Linked DNA regions of Sus scrofa: regions 1 and 3 are each linked to region 2. Evidence: chromatin contacts called from public Hi-C and HiChIP or PLAC-seq data. All regions are on one chromosome and are shown on one strand. The core of a region is the stretch at or near the end of the contact, and the rest is flanking DNA. Distances in the headings are between cores, read along the strand shown.

The links. Hi-C and Micro-C count contacts between places; a contact is called where the count stands out from the background. HiChIP or PLAC-seq counts read pairs in DNA pulled down with a chosen protein or histone mark.
Region 1: a contact with region 2 is called in an H3K27ac HiChIP or PLAC-seq map of alveolar macrophages. The contact joins the promoter of MIF here to the promoter of SMARCB1 in region 2. A contact is called at or near these places in 2 of 47 Hi-C or Micro-C datasets (blood and liver) and 2 of 2 datasets of contacts at active chromatin or transcription factors (alveolar macrophages and skeletal muscle).
Region 3: a contact with region 2 is called in a Hi-C map of fetal liver, with 2.0 times the contacts expected there. The contact joins the promoter of CABIN1 here to the promoter of SMARCB1 in region 2. A contact is called at or near these places in 4 of 47 Hi-C or Micro-C datasets (alveolar macrophages, embryonic fibroblasts, fetal liver and 1 more) and 1 of 2 datasets of contacts at active chromatin or transcription factors (alveolar macrophages).

Annotation. Positions count from the first base shown.
Region 1 is chr14:49,838,350-49,842,885 of Sscrofa11.1, forward strand. MIF (macrophage migration inhibitory factor (glycosylation-inhibiting factor)) reads right to left here and starts at 2,714. Exons shown (of 3, transcript NM_001077213.2): 1 at 2,561-2,714; 2 at 2,221-2,393; 3 at 1,954-2,138. The coding sequence starts at 2,668. The coding sequence ends at 2,072.
Region 2 is chr14:49,904,194-49,908,466 of Sscrofa11.1, forward strand. SMARCB1 (SWI/SNF-related matrix-associated actin-dependent regulator of chromatin subfamily B member 1) reads right to left here and starts at 1,850. Exons shown (of 9, transcript XM_001929437.4): 1 at 1,560-1,850. The coding sequence starts at 1,652. MMP11 (stromelysin-3) reads right to left here. Exons shown (of 8, transcript XM_001929445.5): 8 at 3,491-4,273. The coding sequence ends at 4,216.
Region 3 is chr14:49,785,510-49,790,048 of Sscrofa11.1, forward strand. CABIN1 (calcineurin-binding protein cabin-1) reads right to left here and starts at 2,214. Exons shown (of 37, transcript XM_013983138.2): 1 at 2,101-2,214.

The sequences.
Region 1 (4,536 bases), core at 1,464-3,963, 65 kb before region 2:
TGGGAACTGGGGGGGGGGGGGTGGAATGTGGGAGCCAAGGGGATGTGACAAAGGCCAGGGCCCAGGCAGGAGCCTGTTACGTAGCAGGTGCTCACACCCAAGAGGGAGGCCTAGCCTGCAAGCCAGGCTGAATAGGGCCAGCTTGGGCTATGCTACCCCCTCCCCCAGCACAGAGATGGACCTGAGGCTCCAGTCCCCTCACTGAGGACAGAATGAGACTGAGGAGAGTTGGAAGAAGACCTTCGTGGAATAGGAGCACCCCAAAGACGGGCCACATCCTCCAGACTCCCTGGAGCTGATTCTTCTAAGGTCACAACTGTCCCCACTGTTCTAGAAGTAAATCCTCACTGCCCAGGGAGCTGACTGGGGGCTGAGAGTACCCCCGGAGCCAGACTGCTGGACCACCCCAGAGACGGAGGGGTTGGGGTAGATGTCAGCGGATGGAGCTGACAGACTGGGCTAAGCAGCCTGGGGCCTGGGCTGTTCAGAAGGTGCCATAATCCAAGGGTAGGTGTGATCTGTCCTCTGCTACAAGCCTGGGCTGGGCTCCTGAAGCTTCCTGCCCCTGCGTAACAGGAGTTCACACTGATGCCACAGTGTGCCACACAGGCTAGGTGACTGGCAGTGGGCCCAAGGAAGGAGCCTGTGGCCACCCCAGGCTCCAGCACATGTACAGGAACAAGGTGGGCCTTATTACTGCCTATGGCTCAGAGGCAGGCCTGTTCCTCACTCCCAGCATCAGAAGGAAAGCGCTCCAGGGGCTGGGCTCAGGCGGTTACCCTCTTCCCCAGAGTCCTTCACCTTCCAAAAACGGTTCACTTCAATTCTGTGGAATTTAAAAAACCACCTCTATCTAGGATGTTCTTGTCTATCTCAGGGGCTGAGGCAGAACAAGGGGTCTCAGGTGCAGGGCCAGGGGTCCAGAGGTTAGGCCCCCAGGAACGGGGTTCATGGGGCTGGAAGAGCCTCTCTCTGCAGGCAGCTGCAATGAACTGGGCTTCTCCCACAGGGTGGGCAGTGCAGGAAGGGCAGAGCTGGCTCTTCACTTTAGCCAAGACACAGGTGCCGGCTCTGATCAAGGGACGCCAACTCCAGGCACGTTAAGTCCCCAGTGCTCAGGGCTGGGCCTCAACTTGGAGTTGCTGCGCAGGTCCATGGAGGATCTCCTGCTGTGGGGCAGTGAGGCATTCAGCCTAAAGGTGACTGGCCTGGGCAAGCAGCACCTCCTGGCTGGAGGACTGCCCAGTACCTTGTCACCACCCCACAAGGGAGCAAGGCCCTGCACTTGGAGAAAGGATCCTAAGCCAGGAAACTGTCCTATTGCACCTTGATACTGATTTTGTTCTTGATCAAATCCTCAGCGTCCTAGTGGGGTTAACTAGCCACCTGCAGGCTTTCCGGACTTGCTGCGCACTAGAAAACATGAATGGCACCCAAACTATAGGAGTATGCCCTCAGGGAACTGCTATTCCTAAGGGCCTGGGTGCCTGAAGGGAGCCCTACCCAGGCCTGGAACTGGGGTGGACAGGGCAGCATAACCAGAATCCACCTCCTGGAGCCTCTGTCCCACACTTGAAAACCATCCTAAAGTTCCAAAACAATGGGATTTCCTAAGTCAAGACACTGAAGCACCAGCTTGGCAGAGAATGACTCCTGAGGTGGAGCGGGCGCCCTCACCCGGATTTGGATTACTCCCCCTTTGCCCGCCAACCCTAGCCCACGTGGTGCCTCGGCAGGAGAGAGGGTGGGGGACAGACTATGGATTCCCGATTCGAATTTGATTCCTGGGTTGTGGCCTCTGGAAGGATGCCAACCTCAGTGGGGCCTTCTGCTGGCAAAGGGTAGGGGAAGGCGCCCCACAGCTCATTCTGGGGGCGCCCCTCCCGGCCTCGGACCCCTGTCACTGACCCGGCCCTTCACCAATTCCTCCGCTAGTCAAGGAAGCCGGAGGCAGCCATCTCCACACCGTTTATTTCTCTCTTCCGGGAGCTGGGGTCGCTAGGGGCGAGGCAGGCAGAAAACAGAGCCGGCGGCGCCAGGCCGAGAGCAAAGGAGTCTTGGGGTGCGGCCCTCAGGCGAAGGTGGAGCCGTTCCAGCCCACATTGGCCGCGTTCATGTCGTAGTAGTTGATGTAGATCCTGCGGAGAAGGAAGCGAGGCTGAGCGGGCAACTGGGCGGCCGCCGTGGCCGCGTGCTCCCCGGCCCTCGGCGCCCACGCACCTGTCCGGGCTGATGCGCAAGCGTTCGGCCAGCAGGCCGCACAGCAGCTTGCTGTAGGAACGGTTCTGCGCGCCGCCGATCTTGCCGATGCTATGCAGACTGCAAAGGGCGCACGGCTCGCTGGACCCTCCGAAGGCCATGAGCTGGTCCGGGACGACGTGCACCGCGATGTACTGCGGGGGAGGGGACGCGGTCAGTCGGCCCGGGTGACCTCGCCGGCCCAGACGCCCCCCGCCCCCGCGTCCCTTCCCCGCCCGGAGCCCCATTCCGGAATCGCCGCCCCCCCTCCCCCAACCCCAGCCTCAGCCCGGAACCGCCTCGCCCGGCCCTCGTGGCAGACCTGCGCCGGCTTGCCCATGGCCTGCACCAACTGCTGAGTCAGCTCGGAGAGGAACCCGTCCGGCACAGAGGCGCGGGGAACGTTGGTGTTTACCACGAACATCGGCATGATGGCCAGGAACAGTGGGGACCCGGAGCACAGGAACCTAACTGCGCGGTCAAGAAGCAGGGGAACCTGAGATACGTGACCGCCGCCCGGCGCCCCGCCCACTGCGACTGCGGTTCCGCCCCGTGACGTCACCGCCGGCGGAGATCCCGCCCCCGAGGCCGCGAGGCCTTCGCGACTGGTGACGTCACCGCCGGCAGAGGCCCCGCCCTCACGGCGGGACTTTGAGACCCTACTCCGCCTACCCCTGGCTGGGTGCCCCCTCCAAAGCCGTTCACCACCTCGTGGCCAGAAGTGTGCCTTTCCCTCGTTCATCAGCCCTTTTATTTAGTCACAGATATCTACTCATCTGTGTGCCAGGAGCGGGGATACTGCGGTTAGGGGGGCAGGTGGCTTCTGGCCCTCCAGGAGCTCACAGCTGGACAAGTAGATGAAGTCCAGCTCATTCTCACTGAGCCCTTGTGTGTCCTGAGTCTCTGGGGCCACTGTCCTGAGTGGACGGGTGGGCGTGCTGGTGTTCATGTGTAGGGGTGAGGCGCAGTCACTGATGCAGGTGGGAGGGGGCTACCACAAATGAGTCACCATCCAGATGCCTTCCCTATACCCCTGCTCCTCAAGGTGGGTGGGGATGCTGGGTGGTGCCCCGGGTAGGGGCAGCGAGTAGGAGGGGATGTCTGACAGAGCTCAAAGCCCACCCCAAAACTTGAGTCCCCTGGGCAATTCCTCTGATGTGTCCTCTGGGGACGCCCTCTTACAGCCTGAGTGAATTTTCTGTTTCTTCCACTAGTGGTCAGCTCAACGGGTAGCTAGTAGGTGCCAAGCATATGAAAGACATGGACTAAATACTGGGTGAATGAAGTTAGCCATGACGGGGCAGGAAGAGGTCAGGGCCAGGGATGAGCCTGCAGGCCCTGCCATTACTGGACAGAAGGGCCACCTGACCCCTGCTCTGAGGAGACCCCTGGTCAGGGGGCTGGGCTGGGGACTGGCACTCAAGGGGCATGCAGGTTTGGCCAGTCTCAGAGCTCTCCAGGAAAGCCCTGTCCTTGGTCTCTGACAGTTGTGGTCTGGTTAAGGTGGCAGAGCATGTTGCTGGCCTTGACAATGGCCATATGATGGATCAAGGCCACCAGGCTTGTGGGACCAGCTGGCCTCCAGAGGGAAGGTCTCATGGCCCAGCTGTGCCAATAACTCTGTAAAATGTGGGGCTTTCCAGGTAGGCCCAGATCACTTTCCTCCCCACTCCCACACCCAGCCGTCTTTCTGTGCTCAGGGTTCTGTTACCACTGATGCACTGATGTCTCCAGCCCAGGATGCTCCTCTGAGCTCCAGCAGCCAACTCAGCATGGCCTGCTCCCGGTGTCCACATCCAAGTGCATGACTTTTCTCCCACCTCTGATCTCCTCCCAGTGAACTGTGCCTCCCTCCACTATGCCTTTATCCTCGCCTCTCCCCCCACCCCTGATCCCACCTTAGTCTAAGTTAGCTGGCATCACTCTTGGCCTGGCCTCTCCTGGAGGAGGAGTCTGTTCCCCCTGCCTACCCAGGTAGATCTGGCCATGTGACTTGCTTTGTCCAGTGACCAGAAGTGACGCAAATGATTCCAGGCAGAAGATCCAAAAGCTAGTGCCCAGTTCCATGTTCTCTGATGTGGCAGCGGGTGACACAGAGCCTCTCCAACAAACACCTGCAATGCCCTGTGGGTGAGCCGCTATGGTTTTCAGGTTGTTACTGTGACAGAGGGGAGCCTTCCCCATCAGGACAGCCTTTGTGTACCCTCCCTTCCCAGGAGTAGTCACTGCTGTCTTTCAGGGAGGGCCTCTGAGGAGGGACTAGATTCCCAGTCCCACTTGTCACTAGCTTGGACACTT
Region 2 (4,273 bases), core at 600-3,099:
CCTTTGTATCCCACATTTGAGCAGGTACCTACCACTCCATGAGGACCATTCTGAGCTATGGCAGGGACTGGTTCCTCCCCAGCACAGCTAGCTTTCAAGGGTAGCATTTCTGTGATGACAGGGAAAATGTATTACATCCTGTCCCTTGTGTTTTATAAAAACTGGTAAAAAATGGAAACACTAGAGTTCTGTTGCTACTGACAACAATGGTCTCATAACTCAATAAAACTCAGAGGAGCCAAGGATTACAGGGTGTCCTGAAAGCCCCAGTGTGACCATTATAAGACTTAATTCATTCACACCATGTTCAACTGTGAAGGAAAAAACCCAAACATTGTGAAGAAAAAAAAAAGGGGGGGAGTTCCCCTTGTGGCTCAGCGATGACAAACCCAGCTAGTATCCATGAGGTTTCGGGCTCGATCCCTGGCCCCACTCGGTGGGTAAAGGATCCACCACTGCGGTGAGCTGTGGTGTAGGTCGAAGACGAGACTTGGATCTAGTGTTGCTGTGGCTGTGGCATAGGCCTGTGGCTGCAGTTCTAATTCAATCCCTAGCCTAGGAACTTCTACATGCGCAGGTACAGCCTGGGGGAAAAGAAAAGGATGAAATGTTTAATATGGAAAACCGTCAGCATTTGTTATCTGCTTTAACACCTCCGGACTTCCACTTACCTCCTTACATGTGGGGGACACTACTGCTTGGTAGTTGCACATCTGAATTGTATATGCATAATTTAAAAATACATGCGTGTAAGTGTGTGTATACACACACTAACTGGGGACTGCCAAAAAGGATTAGTTTGAGGCAATCTGGAAAAACTTAATATACTTTGTATGAACTACCAATAAAGGACCAGTTGTAGGGTTTTCCTAAAGTTAGTCATCCAGCTGACTCTACGAACTGCTGCCACTTTAGCTAAGGATTAAAGATCGTTAGGCTCTTTAAAAAAAAAGTCAGTCCACGACATTCAAAGTGTCACCTGCTTCCGAAACTGCTGATAGATCTAACTCACAAACTGGAGCCTTATCCATCCAAAAGCAAGCATCTTCCTCCCAACCTGTTTCCTCACCATTAATTAAAGGTCAAAACACCTCCCTGCCCACCTCGAAGTCAATGAACGCAGTGCGGGTGAGTCCTCACTAAGCTGGGTGCTTCGAACCTGCGATTTCAGGGTCCCAGTTGCAGCAACGGGAAAGGATGCATGTGGGGGGGGTCCAACATCTTCCCCCCAAGGTGTGGCAGGGGACGACTAAAAACCCCGCTTCTGTGCTTCCCGATGGAGTTTTGGAACTCATCATGGAACCAGGGGCCACCAGGACGCCCCAGCCCCGGCATCCGGGCGCGTCCTGGACCCTGCGACACGGGTGGGTAAAACCACAGTAGAGCGCGGGGCGGGACCTGATCGATCACCCCCTCGCCCGACCACGCCCCGCCCACCGCGCCCGCCCGCCCGCCGCGATGAATGGAGACGCGCATTCCCGCCGCGCAGGCCCGCCCCGAGGCTCCCGCAGGGGCAGGGCCGGCTGGGGCCCGGAGGACGAGGATGCGCCGTGGGCTACCTCAGAGCCGATCATGTAGAATTCGCCGTCGTCCTCCAACTGGAACTTGACGGGCTTCTGCCCGAAAGTCTTGCTCAGCGCCATCATCATCATTGCGGCGGCGGAGACAGGCAGCCAAAGCCCGGCGTGGCTGCGAGTGTTGGGAGGGGTCAGGCAGGGCCGGAGCGCGCCAAGCCCAGGGAAGCCGGAGTTAGAGGCGAAGGGCGGGCGGGACCGAGTGCTCGCGCCGCCGCCGGGCTTCTCCGCCACCGCCGCAGACTAGGCCGCCCTCACTGCGCAGGCGCGGGCGTTGACGCTAACGCGCGCGCCGCCGCCGCCGCCGCCTAAACAAAAGGTCGGGGCGCGCCCCCGCGGGTCCCTTAAAGAAGCCTCAACCTGTGTCCCTTCCTCCCAGGCAAGCGGGGCGGGTTGGGGGCAGAATCAAGGAACACTTTTTTTGTGTTTTGTTTTGGTTTTTTTTGTCTTTTTAGGGCCGTACCCGCGGCATATGGAGGTTCCCAGGCTAGGAGTCTAATTAGAGCTGCAGCTGCCGGTCTACACCAGAGCCACAGCAACGCGGGATCTGAGCCGCGTCTGCGACTTACACCTCAGCTCACGCAATACCGGATCCTTAACCCACTGAGCGAGTCCAGGGATTGAACTGGCAACCTCATGGTTCCTAGTCAGATTCCTTGCCCCTGGGCCACGAAAGGAACTCCCCAAGGGACACTTCTCATGGACAGAAATACAACGGCGGCCCTGACTCAGGCTGCGGCTTTCCCAGTCTCACCGCTGGGACTGGAACTCAGCCCAGGGGAGGAGAAGCAAATTGAGGCCTGAAAGCCGGGAAGGGGCCCGGAGTACCTGTGACTCCGTTTCCCCACCTGGAGAACGCAGTGCAGCTGAGCAGATGAGAGGGTTCCCAGAACAGATAACCCAGTTCTGGGCCCACAGCTGTTACTGCAACTTCAGAGATGGAGGTGGTGAGGACGAAGGCTCCTGGGCTTGGCAGGATTCCAAAGCCCAGGCGGTTGGCTTGCCTGGTGCTTGGGATGAGTGTTGGAGGGGAGGGGACCATCTACAGACCATCTCCGTTCCTTCCTTAACTCTGGGCTTTGTGCCTTCCACCAGCCCAGTGCATTAAAATTATACAGCCCTGCCCTGGGGTGCTTAGAACCAGAGTGGGGCCTGCATCAAAGCATCCATGTATCTGGTGGAACAGTGCAGTGGGTCAAAAACGGCCTCCTGCTGACAATTTCCTGTGGTTCCATCTAACAAACTGCAGCTGTGATGGCTGCAGCTCTGAAGAAGATTCCCAGAGGCTGGGATGAAGGCAAGGAGACCTTGGAGAGTTAGGACTGGTCAGTCCTCTTAGCCAGTTTTGTCCTATGTTCTGACAGTAGCAGGACAGGGGCTGGGGCATAGTAGGATCAGAAAAAGTGACCACCGCTTAGTGGAGAAGCAGGGAAGCAGGAAACATTACAAAGCCACTCAAGGGGAGTTCCCGTCATGGTGCAGCAGAAACAAATCTGACTAGGAACCATGAGGTTGCGGGTTCAATCCCTGGCTTTGCACAATGGGTTAAGGATCCGGCATTGCCTTGAGCTGTGGTATAGGTCACAGACGTGGCTCGGATCTGGCATTGCTGTGGCTGTGGTGTAGGCTGACAGCTGTAGTTCCGATTAGACCCCTAGCCTGGGGAACCTCCATGTGCCACAGGTGTGGCCCTAAAAAGACAAAAGACAAAAAAAAAAAAAAAAAAAAAAGTCACTCAAGGCATCTAGTAAGATGAGGTAGAGCCCGGCACCCAGCCCCAAGGACCAGGGGCTTCAGAGTGGGGTGGGCTGCAACCCTGGCTCTTAGGATAGAGCAGGTCCCCAGCCAGGCCTCCCACCTCCCTGTGCCAGCTCTCCCCCCATCCTGGCCTTGTAATCACACAGAGACCCTAGGCAGGCAGGTAGAAAATGACCATGTTTAATGACAGTCCTCAGTTAAAAAAAAAAAAAAAAGGAAAGAAAGAAAGAAAGGCTTTATACACACTGTACACATTTACATGGCTTTGGAGGACCTGGGGTTGGGGAGGGCTGAAGAGGATCTGACCCGTGACACGACTGAGGTATGTTGGGGCCTCCAGGGCCCGGGGTCTTGAGCAGAAAGCACCCCCCTCACCAGCTGACTGGACGTTTTGGCCTGGATCTTGGGAACAGGTCTCCAGAATTACCAGCTGGAAGACGGCCAGCTGCAAGCACCCACCCAGAGCTGACTTCTCGGGAAAGGGCAGAAGGCACAGGGCCCCGAGACCACCAGCACCCTGTGGAACCCCCGCAGCAGGGATGGTGAGGACTCCAGCTCCCCCGCCCAGCCAAGGTCCTACCTGAGAGATGAGGGTGGAGACCAAGGGCAGCTGGGTTTTACCGTGACCTGCACGGGAATGGTGGAGCCATGGGCACCCTCAGCCACCCTCACTCTTAACACTAAAGCCTCCTGGTCCAAGTCTGAGACGGTTGATGGCAGCTGGCCATGACCTGCATGGCCCCCCTGCAGTCTTGGTGGCAGCAGCCCTCCTCCCCACCCCCCAGGGCTCTGTGCCAAGCCTGGTGCCCACAGCAACAAAGATGACCGCGGTCTCCAGCTGGCCAGACAAGGGTCAGGAGCCCTGAGGACATCCAAGCCGTGGCTAGCGGAAAGTGTTGGCAGGCTCGGAACAGCCAAAGAAGTCCAGGCCCACGAGGCGG
Region 3 (4,539 bases), core at 964-3,463, 120 kb before region 2:
CAGGATATGAATAAATAAACTATGGCACCTCCATACAATGAAGTAACATTGCAGCTGCAAAATCCATGAGGGAATGTTCACAGCTACATTATTCATAATAACCAAAGAGAAGAAACAACCCAAATGGCCATCAACTAATTTCTGGATAAACAAAATGTGGTCCAGCCATACAATGGAATATCAATCAGCCATAAAATGGAATGAACTAATGAAAACACAGATGAACCACAAAAACATGATGCTGGGAGTTCCCACTGTGGCTCAGCAGGCTAAGAACCCAACGTAGTGTCCAAGAGGATGCAGGTTGGATCCCTGGCCTCAGTCAGCAGGTTAAAGATCTGGCATTGCCATGAGTTGCGGTCTAAATAGAAGACTCAGCTCAGATCTGCATTGCTGTGGCGTAGGCCGGCAGCTGAAGCTCTGATTCAACCCCTAGCCTGGGAACTTCCATATGCTGCCGGTTGGGCCCTAAAAAAGCAAAACAAACAAACAAACAAACGAAAAACTCAGCAAGGCCAAAAAGTTTAGAAGTTTAGTAAAGACTAAGTAACTGGTGGAGTGCTGTGGATGCTCCAGTTCTATCCCCAGCGGGGCGCAGTGGGTTAAAGGATCCCCCTTTGCTACAGCTGTGGCACAGGTCAAAGCTGTGGCTGTGATGCAACCCCTGGCCTGGGGAACTTCCATTATGCCACAGGTGGGACCATAAAATTTTAAAAAACCAAAAAGGCACATTCAGGACTTAAACCTCATGAGTTTCCAAAATCTTTATGGTACAGTTTTCATGGCCCTCAGAACACATGACAACAGCACACCCTGAGCACCTCACCCAGATCCAGTGATAAGGGGTGATGTTTCTTAGCAGGCTCTGGCCTGGGAATGGGGAAGCCTGGGCCGTGTGACTGACATGGCATCAGATGCCGGTCTCTAGGTCATTTCCCTCCACTGTATGAGGCTTTGGGCTAGACTTGGGATCCACAAGCTACCAAGCCCACAGTTTCTGTACAGCTCAAGAGCAAAGAATGGCTTTTTCTTTTTCTTTTTTTTTTAATGGCCATACCCATGGCATATGGAAGCTCCCAGGCCAGGGATTGAATCTGAGCCACAGCTGCAACCTACCTACCCTGCAGCTGCCGCAAAGCTCGATCTTTTTAACCCACTGCTGGGGATTGAACCCCTGCCTCAGAAGCAACCCAAGACGCTAGGGTGGGCAGCACAACCCACAGTACAATGGCAAGAACTCCCACTTTTTACATTTTTAAATGGTTGAAAAGTTCATGACACATGAAAATTACTGACAACATAAAATTGCAACTTCAGTGTCCCTAAATGAAATTTTCTTGAAACAACTTTACGAACTGTCGTTGGCTGTGTCCACAATACAGCAACAGAGCTAAGAAAACTATGCCCCCTCCTCATTATAAGCACAATTACACTCATTATTGTCACAAGGAATAGTATCATATAAACTACTCTATTTAGAACCGAAGTTTGCTGACCCCTGAACCAGACGTCTCTGAGGACACATGGGTCCTAACCACGGTTATGTACCACACAGAAAGAACCCCAGCCGCTTGGTCCGCATACACAGTAGGCCCTTCACCAAGGGGTGAAGGAACCCCTAAAGCCGCCTGTGCAGACACCTGCCGACGTCAGAAAGCTCCACCTGGCCTCCTCCGGGACGGCAGTGGGTCCAGGCTTTTAGTCTGGAGTCGGCTAGCCTGCCGGGAAGCTGGGGACTTGGGACAAGCGGCCGCACCACCTCTCGGCCTCAGTCCCCATCCCGCGAGGGGCGCCCACCTGGTGCCCGCCGCGCAGCGCCGCCGCGAAGGTTAAGTGGAAGGACACGCAGCAAGGGTGGGTGCGGGGCCCTGTTCCGCGACCGCAGACGGGACGGCTGAGTTGTTGAGACCCCCACAGCGTTCCTGAGACCCCCGCCCCAGGCCCCAAGCGGAGCGGGAGCCGCCAAGAGGTTCGCGCGGCAGTGGGGCCTGGCTCGGCCGCTCGGGCTCCCAGCCTGGGTTTTTCCGTGAGCAGCCCCCAGCCAGCCGCTCCTCAGCACCACACCTCCAAGCCTCACCCCAGCCCGGGGCCTCCCCAAACCTGCAGTACGCGAACTCACGAGTCGTCTCCACGGCAACAGGCCGTCCGCCGGACCCCCGCGCCCGTCGGAAGGACTGCGCGCCTGACAACAAGGAGCGCTCCCATTGGCTCGGGAGCCGGCTCCGCCAGCCAATCGGCGAGCCCGCACGCGCCTTCCCGAGAGCCAGCGCGCGGGGACCTTGAGGGCCTCTTGGCGGTAATCTGCAGCGCGGTTGGTGACACCTGCTAAGTAATCGGCAGCAGTGTTCCAACTGCGACAGGTGCTCGGAAGGTGGAAACCTGGGGACACTTGGAGGGGACCAAGGGAGTAACAATATTCTCATTCCTATGCCCGTGGCTCACCTTTTTCCGAAAAGGATTTGAAGCCTAAAAACCACAGATACAACGAACTATTGAAGCAGAGAGTACTGGGGGCGGGGAGCGGAGGGCGGGTAGTCTGTTGGGAGGTGAACGGGCGGGGGAGGGAACAACAGAATTTAAGAGCCTGGAAGAGGGTTTCTGACAACCGGCTGGGACTGAGATGTTACGCTCTTGGGAGCTAAGCATTTTAGGGAAGGGCTTCCCTGGTTCAGATTTATAGGTGCATGAGTCCAGGAAGTATGATTTAAATAAGAATGAATGTTAGGAGTTCCCTGGTGGCTCAGCGGTTTAAGAATCTGACCTTGTCTGGAGTTCCCGTCGTGGCGCAGTGGTTAACGAATCCGACTAGGAACCATGACGTTGCGGGTTCGATCCCTGCCCTTGCTCACTGGGTTAACGATCCGGCGTTGCCATGAGCTGTGGTGTAGGCTGCAGACGCGGCTCGAATCCCGCATTGCTGTGGCTCTGGCGTAGGCTGGCAGCTACAGCTCTGATTCGACCCCTAGCCTGGGAACCTCCATATGCCGCAGGAGCGGCCCAAGAAATGGCAAAAAGACAAAAAAAAAAAAAAAAAGAAGAAGAAGAAGAATCTGACCTTGTCACTGCTGTGGCTTGGGTTTAATCCCTGATCCAGAGAACTTCCACAAGCTGTGAGCCTGGCCAAAAAAAGAAGGATGAATCTTACGCCCTTTCTCTTTGACTTTGTTTAAAGACGGTAAAATCATGCTGAAGAACTCAATTCAGTACAGTAAAGCTTTAATGATATGCCAGGAGGTACAAAAATAATTGAGTCACCAAGCTTGATTTTGAAAGGAGTGTAACCTGGGCAGGGGTGGGGAGCTGTAAATAGAGAGTAAGCAGATGGTTTAGAAGTTTCATGAATGACTTGCAGCCTTGGACGCAGCTCCCACCCCCTGAAAGATGCTCTGAAGTAAAACAATTGAAAAAAAGATGCGGGAGTTCCCGTTGTGGTGCAGCGGAAACGAGTCCAACTAGGAACCATGAGGTTGTGGGTTCGATCCCTGGCCTTGCTCAGTGAGTTAAGGATCTGGCATTGCCGTGAGTTGAGGTATAGGTCACAGACACAGCTTGGGTCTTGGGTGGCTGTGGCTGTGGCGCCAACTGGACCCCTAGCCCGGGAACCTCCATATGCTGTGAGTGCAGCCCTAAAAAGAAAAAAAAAAAATTTAATTTAAAAAGAAAAAAAGAGATAAAGGTGGTCCAAGCAGCAGGAAGCTGTGTGGCAAGGGTTTAGAGTTAAGAGTGCAGGCCATGCAGGAACATCATGCAGTCTGGTGTTAAGCAGCAAAGCTCAGGAGCACAGTGGGGAGAGATACTGCCAAGCTGGTGGAGGGGCCAGTCACTACAGTGATGAAAGATTGAGGTGGGAAGACCAGACTGGCCCTGGCAAGGGTTAGGCCTGAATCCCTCCTTGGGCACTTCAACCATTCATTTACATTCAACCCACAAACATTCCCCATGTCCCTTTGAGAAGCGGGACATTCATGTTGGCAGGAAAAAGTGCAGAAACAGGAAGGGAAGCAAGGGGCAGGAACTTGGCATTGGTTAGGTACAAAGACCAGGCACAGGTGCATTCCTTTGGAAATGCACCTGGACTGCATAGACTAAAAATCTGTTTGGTATTTCATTGGTGCACAGGATGATGAAAGCTTTAACTGTGTAGGGAAACATAGTGCCCACAAATGTCTGAGATTTAAACTCAGCATCAAACATCTGGAAGAAAACTGATGGAATTTCCGTTGTGGTTCGTTGGAAACCAACTGGACTAGTATCCATGAGGGATGTGGGTTCATTCCTTGGCCCCACTTGGTTAAGGATCTGGCGTTATTGTGAGCTGCAGCATAGGTCGCAGATGCAGCTGAGATCCTGAGGTGCTATGGCTATGATATAGGCAGACAACTACAGCTCCAATTTGACCCCTAGTCTGGGAACTTCCATATGCAACAGATACAGCCCTAAAAAGACCAAAAAAAAAAAAACCAAACCTGCAAGGAAACTGAGGAGGCTTCTTTGAGGCTTCCCCCACCCCACCTGTATATCCTCTGAAATGCCAAAGCA